4 separate regions of the Zea mays genome follow, and regions 1, 2 and 3 are each linked to region 4. Evidence: chromatin contacts called from public Hi-C data. All regions are on one chromosome and are shown on one strand. The core of a region is the stretch at or near the end of the contact, and the rest is flanking DNA. Distances in the headings are between cores, read along the strand shown. Region 1 holds the start of LOC100274431 (BTB/POZ domain-containing protein POB1). Region 2 holds the start of LOC100383395. Region 3 holds the start of LOC100285347 (50S ribosomal protein L21, chloroplastic-like). Region 4 holds the start of LOC103626967 (BAG family molecular chaperone regulator 6).

Region 1 (2,700 bases), core at 59-2,558, 280 kb after region 4:
ACGGACACAGCCCGGGTAAAAGTACATTTGTGTCCTTGATATTTACTTATGAACATAACATAAATCATTAAGGACTTGCTAGTCTTTTTCCCTTCCGGTCAGCATCATGTCTGGTCTTCATCACCATTTAAGCCGAAGCTATTACTCTTCGGCTATAACTTCAACGTTCATTCTTATCATCTTCGGATTATATCTTCATCTCGTATGCCTTTGCCATGGGAGAGAACTTCCATTCTGAAGCCCAAGTTCCCTGTAATAATTCATATCATGCTGAAAATATATGGTTAGTCATGTTTTTAGGACCTTCGAGAGAGTAAGCCCCCTAACAGTGTGTCAGTCCGGGTTGTACTTAACCACACTGTAATGACCTCTAATAACCCTTGAGGGGGGAATATTCTGGGGATAACGTAGGTAACTAGGGGCATAACTATATTTACAGTTACCTATAATACCCCGCACTGTACCCTGATGGGACAGGCTGAAAAAACACTGTTGCTCTAATCCATCGTGTTGTTAAGCATCAAAGTATTTTTGTTTCCCACTACTTGGACCCACTCGACCACGTGTCACTGAGTTCCAACAGCAACCGAACAAACCCGAACAAGAGCAATTCCCCGCAACAAATAGAGGACGTAGTCTCTATTGCCACTCTCACCATATATATACAACACACGACATTGGATATTTTCGAATTGAAACACTAGAGGTGGTATTAGGGCTGGAAATGAGCCGAACTTAGCTCGGTGCAACTCGTTGACAGACAAGCTCAGCTCATTCACTCAACGAGCTGAAAGAGGAGGCTCAGCTCGGCTCGCAAGCTGGACCTTGATAAATAATATTGCATTATATAGTGATTTAATAGTACATAAATGTGAAAAATATAATCATCATTTAATACTATAAGTGAAATTATCTATTATTATATATAGTTTGATTAATTTGGCACGGCTTACGAGCCAGAACGAGCTAGCTCGGTGGACCAGCAAACTCAAAAATAAGGCTCGACTCGACTCACTCGACGTTTACAAACTGCCCCAAACTTAAACTGGCTCGTGAGCTTTGAACTTTTTTTTTTCAGACCTAGGCGTACGCAAACGGTCAGCCAAACTAACAATCCGAGCACGAATTCAACGCAAACGGTCAGCCGAGCCAAACCAACAATCCGAGCACGAATTCAACGCCGCTGTCGCGGCACCATCGGCACCACCACCAAAACGTTTGAAGCCCCCTTTCCCATCCTAGCCCCTCCATTGCCTCATTATAACCACCACCGTCTCTTCCTTGTGTCTTCTCCTCCTTTCCCTCCCGGCCACTTCTCTCGTTTCGCCCTCCCCCTCGAGCACCCCGCCGGCTAGGGTTACGGCCACCGCCTTCCACGCCTCCCCCACTTCCCGTAGGCGGAGGCTGGTCGGCGTGCACGCGACCGCGGCGGCGGAGATGGACCCGGACTTCTCGCCCGGGGGCGGGGGGCCCAGCTTTGAATTCGCCTTCAACGAGGTCAACTTCTCCGACCGGGAATTGCGTATCGAGGTCGTCGCCGGGGATGACTACGCTCCGGGGTCCAGCGGCGCCGGTGCCGGAGGAGGTGGCCTCGCCGACTGGGCGCGCCACCGCAAGCGCCGCCGTGAGGAGCTCCTCAAGGAGAAAGGTACGCCACGGATTCTGGCTACGCATGCCGTTGTTGCCTTGCGGTCGTGTGATTTTGCGTGTTTATTTGTGACGCTTGACGCGATTCGGCTGAGAATTTGCTGGGGGCTCCTATGTGCCTCGTTTATTTTAGTAAAATCTGATTCACGTAGGTACCCGACAATATAGGTTATAATGGAAAGGGAATCGGTGAAGGATAGAGAGGAATTTCAATTTGGAGCTGCCATGACGCACTTGTACGAATTATCTGACATTTTGATCTGTCATGAGCTACAATAATTGACAAACGTATTTACAGGAATAAATGAATTAATTCAGGCTATCCATAGTTTGAATTTGAGTTGACCCACCCAAATATTCAAATTAATCTAGTTGAGAAGCTACGGGGTAACGAGAGGGGTGCAACTCAGAAACCATTTGCAGGTGATGCATCTGTACTTTTTAGGTTGGCAGCGTATAGATGCTTCTGATTATGGAGGTGTAGGTTTTGTGTCGCCTGTTCTTAAGATAACCATGGAAGACTTACTCTGTTGATAAAATACCCGGAGAGGGTCAATTGTGCTTCATAATCATGGAAACCATAGTTATTAAGGTGTAGTTTAAGCACTGGAGCGGGCTAGGGTTACACTATGCCTTGCATATATATATGTTGTCTGTCTTATGGGTTTGGCGTCTCAAAATCGTCACATTAGCGTCTGAATCGTAGGAAATCACTTGTGGAAGAAAGGTGGGAGGAGGGGGAAAGCATCAGGAGATTCTGGCGGGAGACTCATAGGAAAAGCATGGGAGAAATAGAGCGTGTGGCAGAGAGGAAGTGCATGGAAGACGGAGAGCGGCAGATCTGCTGGCTACTGTGCCGGAGTTGCTGTCCTCCCTCGTTCCAGCAGCCCTGGTGGCAGCAGCCATCTTCTCGTGTCGATTCAACAGCAGGCCATGGCACCTCTAATTTGCTGTAATAAGTGTTGTGGAAATGTGTGTGTTCTATGTTGTGTTGGATTTGTGGCCATACAAGGGATCAAGTTCGAAACGATGATATAGGTGATAGGATATGGT
Region 2 (2,700 bases), core at 97-2,596, 380 kb before region 4:
GTCAGAAGATTCACTGGAAAGGAACAGTCAAATGAGCAGAGCTTTTTACTCCATTGAACTTGCAAAGGGAAAGCAGCCTGCCGTGTTCATTTGATTACAAAATCAAGGGAATTGGAGAGGTTTGAGAGGGGTTTTGCCTTGCAGGGGATTTAATCCTCCATACAGTTCCCTTAGTTTTGGGGTCAAACGAACAGAAGGGATGGACCAGAGAGAACGAACCATGCGCGTGTAGAGGTGATCCTGCCACTGTCTTTCGATTGTAGGAGACGTAGGAACATTACTGTATACCTAAACTACATGTGATCCAATTAGGGAGCCAAGATGAAACCAACCATACATTCTTCTTCTGAAGATACTATATTGTTCATAAACGTAACTCTCTAGTCAATAAGTTTAAGATCGTTGTTTTCATGAAGCGCAACTTTGTGAAGCGCTTCTACACCTTCTCCACAAATAAACAATGGATGGGAATTCACAGTGTTCAGAGGCAGACTCTGTCACAAGGTAAGAGGAATTATGAGTGATTTCACTAAGACAACGGGTTGAAAATCTCCTCAATGCAGACATGAACCCCAAAATGAGACAGAAGCTGCAGCACAATTCAGGCTCCACTCCTCTCACCTAGACCCAGAGCCTCAGACACCATCAAAGATCTGACTCAGAACGATTCTCCAGATTTAAAAAAATAGAGACGCGACGCCGCTCCACTAACAAGTATATCCAGTTTCGCGTGCGCACCTCATCAACCGCAAGGGCACGGGTTGAGCTAAGAACTGAACGATCTCTCAAGTTCTCCATGGGCAAACGAAGGGTGGGCTCAGTACGAAGACAATAAACTAGAAGGCCATACCAACCTTCCACCTTGCACCTCTCCGGAACACTGAGCCGGAGCTGGGAAGGATCAACTTGCTGCCAGCGAAGGATTAAATAGCGGACACCCCCCACACCGCGACAAGAACTGAAATTAATAATCGTAAATTCGTGAAAACGAGCGTGGAAGAACCCGCGGGGACTACAAGGAGAGAGATTTTCGCGCAAACTTCGCTGGCGCATACGAGGACGAAAACGAAACCGCCGGCGCCGGTAAAATACGACGACGCCGACCGAGAGGGAGGCGGGCGCGCGCCACGACGGATGGGGAGGAGGGCGAAGGAGATACCTAGGCGGCGGGGGCGTTCGCGTCGTCGCCGTCGTCCGCGCCTCGGAGACGCAGGAGAGAGAGGGAGGGCTGATGGGCAGAAAGCGAGAGGCGGTGATGCGATGCGATGCGATGTCGGACGGGGACGAGGAGAAGTGGAGCAGAGAGATGCTGAGGTGAGGGTGTGGCCCTTTGCCTTGGCAACCAGAGCAGAGAGGGGCAATTACAGCATTCCTTCGGGGGGCTTTTTTAATGGAAAAAAAGTCGCTCTCCCTCCCTTTCGTTTCCTTGGGCAGAGCGGATGCCAAGTTTGTTCGGAGTCCAGCAACGGTTTATTTTGAATAAGCTTTTACGGAACATAAAAAGGGCAGAAACTATTCATGGAAACCACTGAAATAATAAAAAAAGGAAACTAAAAATAGATAATCTGGCACATGTGAACAGCCAGTGATATTTTGTTCTACTATCATATATGTTGGCTCTCTCTAAACTTTGCCGGTTTGTAAGAGAAAGTAGCTGATTAACACGACAATTTTGAGTTGTTCTATGGTATATTTTTTTTACTTTGGTTTGATGGTAAAGAATTGTAAGCTTGTATTTGTCGGAGCATCTGTCTGCAATACGTCTACGTGAGGCCAAAGAGAAGAGAATCTGTTGTTGTCCTTGTCCGTAAATCCGACATCCAGCAAGGATCTTACAGCGAAAAAGGCGACTCGACCAAACGAAGCCGCTTGGAAGAATCCATGGCCGCCTGTGCAAGTGCGCATGCCTCTATGCGGTCGGCGGCGCACCTCACGCCACCGCTACCACGTCGCGCCCATCAACCGACGCGTGGGCCCACGAACCACCTTGCCCCGCACGTCAGTCGCGTATGCTCATTGCTCACTCGGATGGCTCGCGCACTAGTACATGGACGGAATCGGGCCGTCACGGGTGACGCGACTCGCACCCGCGCTGCCGCCCTGCCTCGGATTGTGTTGTGCGTGGGGCCCAGGTGAGCAAAGGATGGTCGCGGCGGCGTCCGTGTCGCCATCCTGGAGTGGTGCCGTCTCTTTGTTTTGCAACGTGGGGGAGTGCGGCCCGGCCGACGTGTCAGCCTCCTTCCCAATTGATCTCCGCAAACTGACCTGACCTCACCTGCTATGCGCTTGCTCTCGGTGTTATATTGTTTTATTAAAATAAAAAAAAATACATCTAATTATATATTTAAACAAATGCAATTACGTAAGAAAAACAATTAGAAATTATATAACATAACCATCAAAATTAAAAACACGTATTTTATTAATCTTTTCTATACTATATAAATCATCAGTTTATATAGTTCCACGTTTACTATCGTCGTAGTGTGTCGTTCTTCCTCTTCCCGCTTTATCTAAAAATAAGGTAAAATTATGCTTAAATGGGGTTCAAAACTTGATTGTGACACCATATTCACACTAATCTAACCAATAAAATACACATATTTTTATGTTTTATTAAAATAAAGTTTACTAATGTTATATAAAAACCGTAACAATACACAGTCATCCGACTAGTATAACTAATAAACTAAGTTTTTT
Region 3 (2,812 bases), core at 114-2,613, 260 kb before region 4:
GCGGTCCGGTTCCAACAATTTTATGTGACTGCATAAAACCTGAGCTGATAGTACCATCATGGTGGAAATGTCTATGCATTTGCACCAGATGCATCATATCATTTGGATCTAGGATTGTGAGCAGACGAAGACTACAGACTAGAGGACAATGGTGGCTTTTCTCTGTGCTCACAACATATCAAAATCTGCAATGATAAATTACCCTATCCACCATAATAGCAGACATCTAGAAAGAAGGATGTATAGGTAATAGTTTTTGCAAGCTCTTAAGGAAATATTTAGTGAACAATTGCTGCTACAAGGACACAAATGCATCAAGATAAACAGAAGATTCTCCAAATGACTTTCATATCAAAAGAATTGCAGGAGGGAAACAATACAACATCTCAATCTACACTATCAGCTTGGAGTATGCAGACAGGTGAATCACCAAACCTGATCATTGACATTGGCACCTTTCAGTCTCTGTGTGTATATATACCTGCCCGGCATCACTATGTACTGTCTTGAACCAATCTGTAATAAAGGAAAGCTGTCAGAATATATAAGTCTTCAGTCATTTTTTTTCAAACTGCTCATTCGGACAACACACAAACAATTGCCTGCTAAGAGATACATTCTTACATATTTCAGCATTTTGAAAAAAGATAAAAACTGAGGCTATCTCCGGCACTTCCTATCTCACTTCTTATTTCAAACTTCACTCTATAAATATTGCAATCTACAGCATAAAACAGTGTTTTGTACGACCATATGCACACTCTCCTGAGCACGGCCTAAAAGGCTAGTAGTAAATAACCGGAAGCCGTGAAATTGCCAGCATCACTACGCAAGCACTGCGTGATCGTGGCATCGAGCATTGATGTTAGTACTGACACCACCATCCTAGCCATTTTCCACGCAATGTAAGACATACCTAACATTAATGGTAATGCAACATAAATGACGACGTGTCATTTTCAAGTAATTCAGTCCAAAGTTGCAAGCCAAGTAGCCAACCCACCATGACAACAGCGAAGATGTCCGCGTCCTTCCCGGCCCCCGCGGCGGCCAGCTGAGCCTCGATGGGCTCCGGTACCGCGGGTTTCTCCTCAGCCTCCGTCTCGGGCTCCACGAACTCAACCTCCACGGCCTCAGGCGCCTCCTCGGCGGCGGCTCGGAGGCGCCAGCGCCGGGGCTCCAAAGCGGCGACGGAGAGGGAGCGGCGCAGGGAGGGGAGAGTGGAGAGAGTCAGCGTTTTGGAGGGGAGGAGGCGGAGGGGCAGCGTCGCGGTGGCCATGGCCGCGGCGGGGAGGGGACGCATGGATGACGAAGGAGTGGAGTTTTCGGAGGATGAGAGGCCAGGGATCATATTGTGGATAGGAGGGGATAGCGGGCGATCCGATTGAAAGCCAACGGTTCAGATCAGTAAGGTATGGAGGAAAAAAAAACTAAAATAAAGTTCAAGTAAAACATAGTAGAACTTTAGAAACCACAGCGAGCCAACGTTTTGAAAAGGGACAATTGCATGGTTGGTTGTAGAACTTTACAAACCACAGCAAACCAACGTTTTAAAAAGGAACAACTGCATGGTTGCACCAACTCACGATTCTAACTTTATTTTTACCTCTGTTTTTTGAACTTTGCATCGTTATCCTATTTTTTTAAATGAAACCTCTGTTTGCTTTTATTTCATTATAAACACGTAGCAATGTTAACTCAATCTTTAAAAATATATTTATACACTTGCATCATTACCTCTCTTATTATTTGCTGTTTGCAAATTTACCTAACTATAACCTAAAAGTTTAAAGTATAAGTATCACATGACTATAATCTGAAAAATCAATTATTTAAAAAATTGAAAATCAGAAATTATTTCAAATTCATTGAATTCAAGTTTTCAAATAATTCAAAATTTAAAATTCAAATTTTATTTTAAATTCATTAAAATCAAATTTTTATTGCAAATATTTTAATTCAAATTTTAGAAAAATGAAAACCAAAATTTATTCCAAGTTCATTAAATTCAGAATTTCAAATACTTCAATTTCAAATATTCAAAATAAAAATATATTTCAAATTCACTAAATTCAAATTTTTATTTCAAATTTAAAATTTAAAATACTTCAAATTGTATTTCAAATTAAATTCAAAGTATTTAAAATTTTGAAATTGAGATAATTGGTTTTCAAATTTATGGTCGGATTTATTTTATACTTATACTCTAAACTTTTATATCAAAGTGAGAGCAAATTTACAAGCAGATGATAATAAGAGGGGCAATGATGCAACGGTATGAACGTCTTTTTCTGGACTAAGAGTGCGTTTGGTTCTACTTTTGGAACCTGCTTTTGCTTTAAAAAAAGTAGAAGCTAAACCAAAAGAGTCTAATTTGTAGCAACTTATCTCAACACAACCTGCTTTTTACAGTACTAATCTCATAGCTGCTATGGGGCTACTTTTGATGCGTTGAGGGCAAACCAAATTAAAAAATAACCACTCCCACTGGTTATGTACGTACCGATTTGTTTCTTTGGTTGTGTTTCCTTTTCTCCTCGGTATCCTTTTCTCCTCTGTTCCTCACCAGACGAGCTCCCTTCGCTAGGGTTCCCCATCTCTTGCTCGCGGCAGCATTCTTCCCGGCCGGCGGCGCTCCTACGACGGTGACGGCGCTCTCTGGCACTTGTCCTCGTTACGACTGCCCCCTGCTCGATCGCTTTTCCTAGCCGTGCCCTTCAAGCGGCGACGCTTTTCCCAACTGTTTGTCACCAGACAAACTCCCTACTGCAGCGTCATCCCCACCGGTCGGTGCCCTTCGAGCGACGACCCC
Region 4 (2,882 bases), core at 149-2,648:
GATGTGTTGCAACAGGCGGATTGTCCGGTCGAGGGCACCGGACTGTCCGGTGCACCAGGAACCGAAGCCCTAACGGCTAGTTCTAGGTGGTACCCGGAGGGAAGACCACCAGACTGTCCGATGTGAAGTCCGGACTGTCCGGTGTGAAAAGCCTGCGCGCCAACGGTCACCTGCTGTGACAGACTAACGGCTAGGCGCACCGGACAGGGGCACCGGACGATCCGGTGCACCACAGAAAGTAGCAGCTTTCCTCCAACGGCTAGTTTTGTGTTGGGGGCTATAAATACACCCCAACCGGCCATTTCCAATAGTGGGAGCCCAAGAGACATACCGACGCATACAATAGACATTCTCAAGTGCTCTTACACCCAAGTGCTTAATAGAATCACTCAGTAATTAGCGTAGGTGCTTTGCGAAGTGCTTATGTTAGTTAGACCGCTCTAGCGCTTGCTCTAGGTGAACCCTAGTTAGTTGAGTGAGTTTTGTAAAACCACACAACCCCTCGGCTCTTGCGCGAGTCGTTGTATTTGTACCGAGTGGGGCGCGAGTCTTGCGAGACCGTGACAACCGCGTTTGTGTCACGACCGCCATCGTGTACCGGAGGGAACGATGCCTGCGGCGTTTCGGGCGGAAGCTCGATAGTGGAGACGGTGGGGAGCGTCCGAGAGGAGCCGGAAGCGGAGCACCACTTGCGCGTGGAGAAGGCCCGCGACTCTCTACAGAGTTACTCGACCGAGGTGCTTGGTCCTCACGTGGGCTTCCTTTTGCGTAGGGGCACCAACGAGGATTAGTCGGGACCTTGGTTCCGGATACCTCGGTAAAAATACCGGCGTCATCCACGAGAGTTTGCATATCTACTTTGCTATTTAAGTTTTCGCATTTATATTAAGCATTTAAGTTTCAATCTTGTATTCATACTTATATAATGTAGATTGAAACTTAGCTATTGCGGTAGAGATAGCAACACTTAGACAAAACCTAGTTTGCACATTCTAGTTTACTATTTGCATAGGTTTTGTTATAGTGATTTATTTGTGGCCTAGTTTAGTAAAAGTTTTAGAAGTACTAATTCACCCCCTCCTAGACGTCACCCGTTTCCTACAAATGGAAATCCAATAACCTAATTATAACATACACACCAGATCGTGCAAGTCGAAAGAAAATGTTAAAAGCTCTTCATATTATTCTAATAATAAAGGAAGTACATGATCAAGTTTTAAAGTTTAAGTTACAAGTTTTAGATCTTACTAGCAAGAAGGTAACAACTACCATCACTGATATACAACCTCTGTTTTATTTTATATAATAGTTATGCATTAATATTTTGTTGAATATTTTATATGCCTTGTAACATATATATATATATATATATATATATATATATATAAAATAATAATACGAGTGGGACTCGTGGAAGCGGTGGAACCGTCGAGAAGGAATGCGACCGCGCGAGAGAGCGAACCGAGTCAGCCACTCGGCCACGACGCGAACCCTCTCGAACCCCCAACGGCTTCTCCTTCCACCTTCACTCCTCGGAGGGCCCTGGCCCCGTTCTCCGCATAAATACCGCGCGTCTGCTCCGCGCCGCGAAACAACACGCAAGAAACCAGAAGCGCTCGCGAGAAGTAAGGGAGAGAGAGGGGGGACGACGACAGCCTTGGGACCCGCGGACTGCATCGCTCGCCGGTAGCTGACGTCACTCGGCCCCGTGGAATTTTCAAGCTTTGGTGGTGGCTCGTCTGTCTGATCCGCGCTCTGCTGCTTTTTCTTCGCCCGCCGCACTGTAAGTGTGCCCCTCCTCGCCCAGCCTCCTCCCATTTTCACTCCTACCTCGAAAGTTCTGATGATTTTGGTGTGTCCGATTCAGTACTGTGTTGGTCCGGGATTGCAAACTATGGTGTCCGCGTTTCATGCTTACGTGCAGTCTCGAAAATCTCTGCTGCTTAAACCCGTGCTTTACTCGCAAACCTCGCCTTTTTAATCAAGAAGAAGAATATGTTAGGATTGTTTATTGTTCATAACTAAGGTTGGATGCAACGCGAGACCTTCGATACGTTGGTACCGATCGATTCGGTCTCAACGGTGACCGGCGGTATCGATTCAGACCAATCGGTATCGATAAGATTTAGCGAGATGTTATGTTCTAATTCGTTGAGGCATGCGCTCACCTTAGCTATCTATTTTTTAAGTCATCTAAGTGGAGTTCGAAAAAAATCCAAAAGAAAATTATGAATTATCTATTTTTTAGCTTCAGAAATTATGTTATTTTTATTTACGTTTTATGAATTATATAATTTTTAATGAATTATATAATTTTTATTTATTTTATATGGATTATGCAATTTTCATTTTTTAGTTATTTACTTGAATGGTTTTTTATATAATTTTTATTTGTTTAGTTATGTACTTGAATGATTTTTTAATAAAACGTTGTATTTTATTTTAAACTAATGTGATGCCGAGATGGCTCTAGGCTTGCTGACAGTAAGATATAGGCCATCCACAACAGGCCGTGTAAATGGCCGTATAAAATACTATTTTGTAAAATAGATTATACTGTTTATAGAGTAGAGTTTAAAATAAGGACTGAGATAAGGAGTAGGATATGGAGTCTGCTAGAGATAGTCTTTAGAACATCTACAGTACAACTTGTGTATTGATATGTACAAACCATTATTTTGAACTATAGACTATACTATCTACAGAGCAGAGTTTGTAATAGAGAGTAACATAGGGGTGAGATATGGAGGCTGCTGGAAATAGCCTAAGGGACTCATTGGTTGCTCGCATAACTTTAGCTTGGTTCTTACCAGTGAGCCAGGCTAGGCTAGGCGGCTGAATTTATGTGATGAGTCTTTATTTGGTTGTCTTGGTCATTGTAC

What was found. Hi-C and Micro-C count contacts between places; a contact is called where the count stands out from the background.
Region 1: a contact with region 4 is called in a Hi-C map of ear, with 2.4 times the contacts expected there. The contact joins the promoter of LOC100274431 here to the promoter of LOC103626967 in region 4. A contact is called at or near these places in 3 of 25 Hi-C or Micro-C datasets (bundle sheath, ear and tassel).
Region 2: a Hi-C map of bundle sheath shows a contact between it and region 4, with 4 times the contacts expected there. The contact joins the promoter of LOC100383395 here to the promoter of LOC103626967 in region 4. A contact is called at or near these places in 7 of 25 Hi-C or Micro-C datasets (bundle sheath, ear, leaf and 2 more).
Region 3: a contact with region 4 is called in a Hi-C map of ear, with 4 times the contacts expected there. The contact joins the promoter of LOC100285347 here to the promoter of LOC103626967 in region 4. A contact is called at or near these places in 5 of 25 Hi-C or Micro-C datasets (ear, leaf, leaf mesophyll and 1 more).

Annotation. Positions count from the first base shown.
Region 1 is chr5:141,839,897-141,842,596 of Zm-B73-REFERENCE-NAM-5.0, reverse strand. LOC100274431 (BTB/POZ domain-containing protein POB1) reads left to right here and starts at 1,308. Exons shown (of 6, transcript NM_001148790.2): 1 at 1,308-1,648. The coding sequence starts at 1,438.
Region 2 is chr5:142,502,069-142,504,768 of Zm-B73-REFERENCE-NAM-5.0, reverse strand. LOC100383395 reads right to left here and starts at 1,346. Exons shown (of 3, transcript NM_001176050.1): 1 at 1,160-1,346.
Region 3 is chr5:142,380,320-142,383,131 of Zm-B73-REFERENCE-NAM-5.0, reverse strand. It overlaps LOC100285347 (50S ribosomal protein L21, chloroplastic-like), which reads right to left and starts at 1,363. Exons shown (of 5, transcript NM_001158239.1): 1 at 1,004-1,363; 2 at 436-516. The coding sequence starts at 1,351.
Region 4 is chr5:142,119,833-142,122,714 of Zm-B73-REFERENCE-NAM-5.0, reverse strand. It overlaps LOC103626967 (BAG family molecular chaperone regulator 6), which reads left to right and starts at 1,398. Exons shown (of 7, transcript XM_008647329.2): 1 at 1,398-1,783.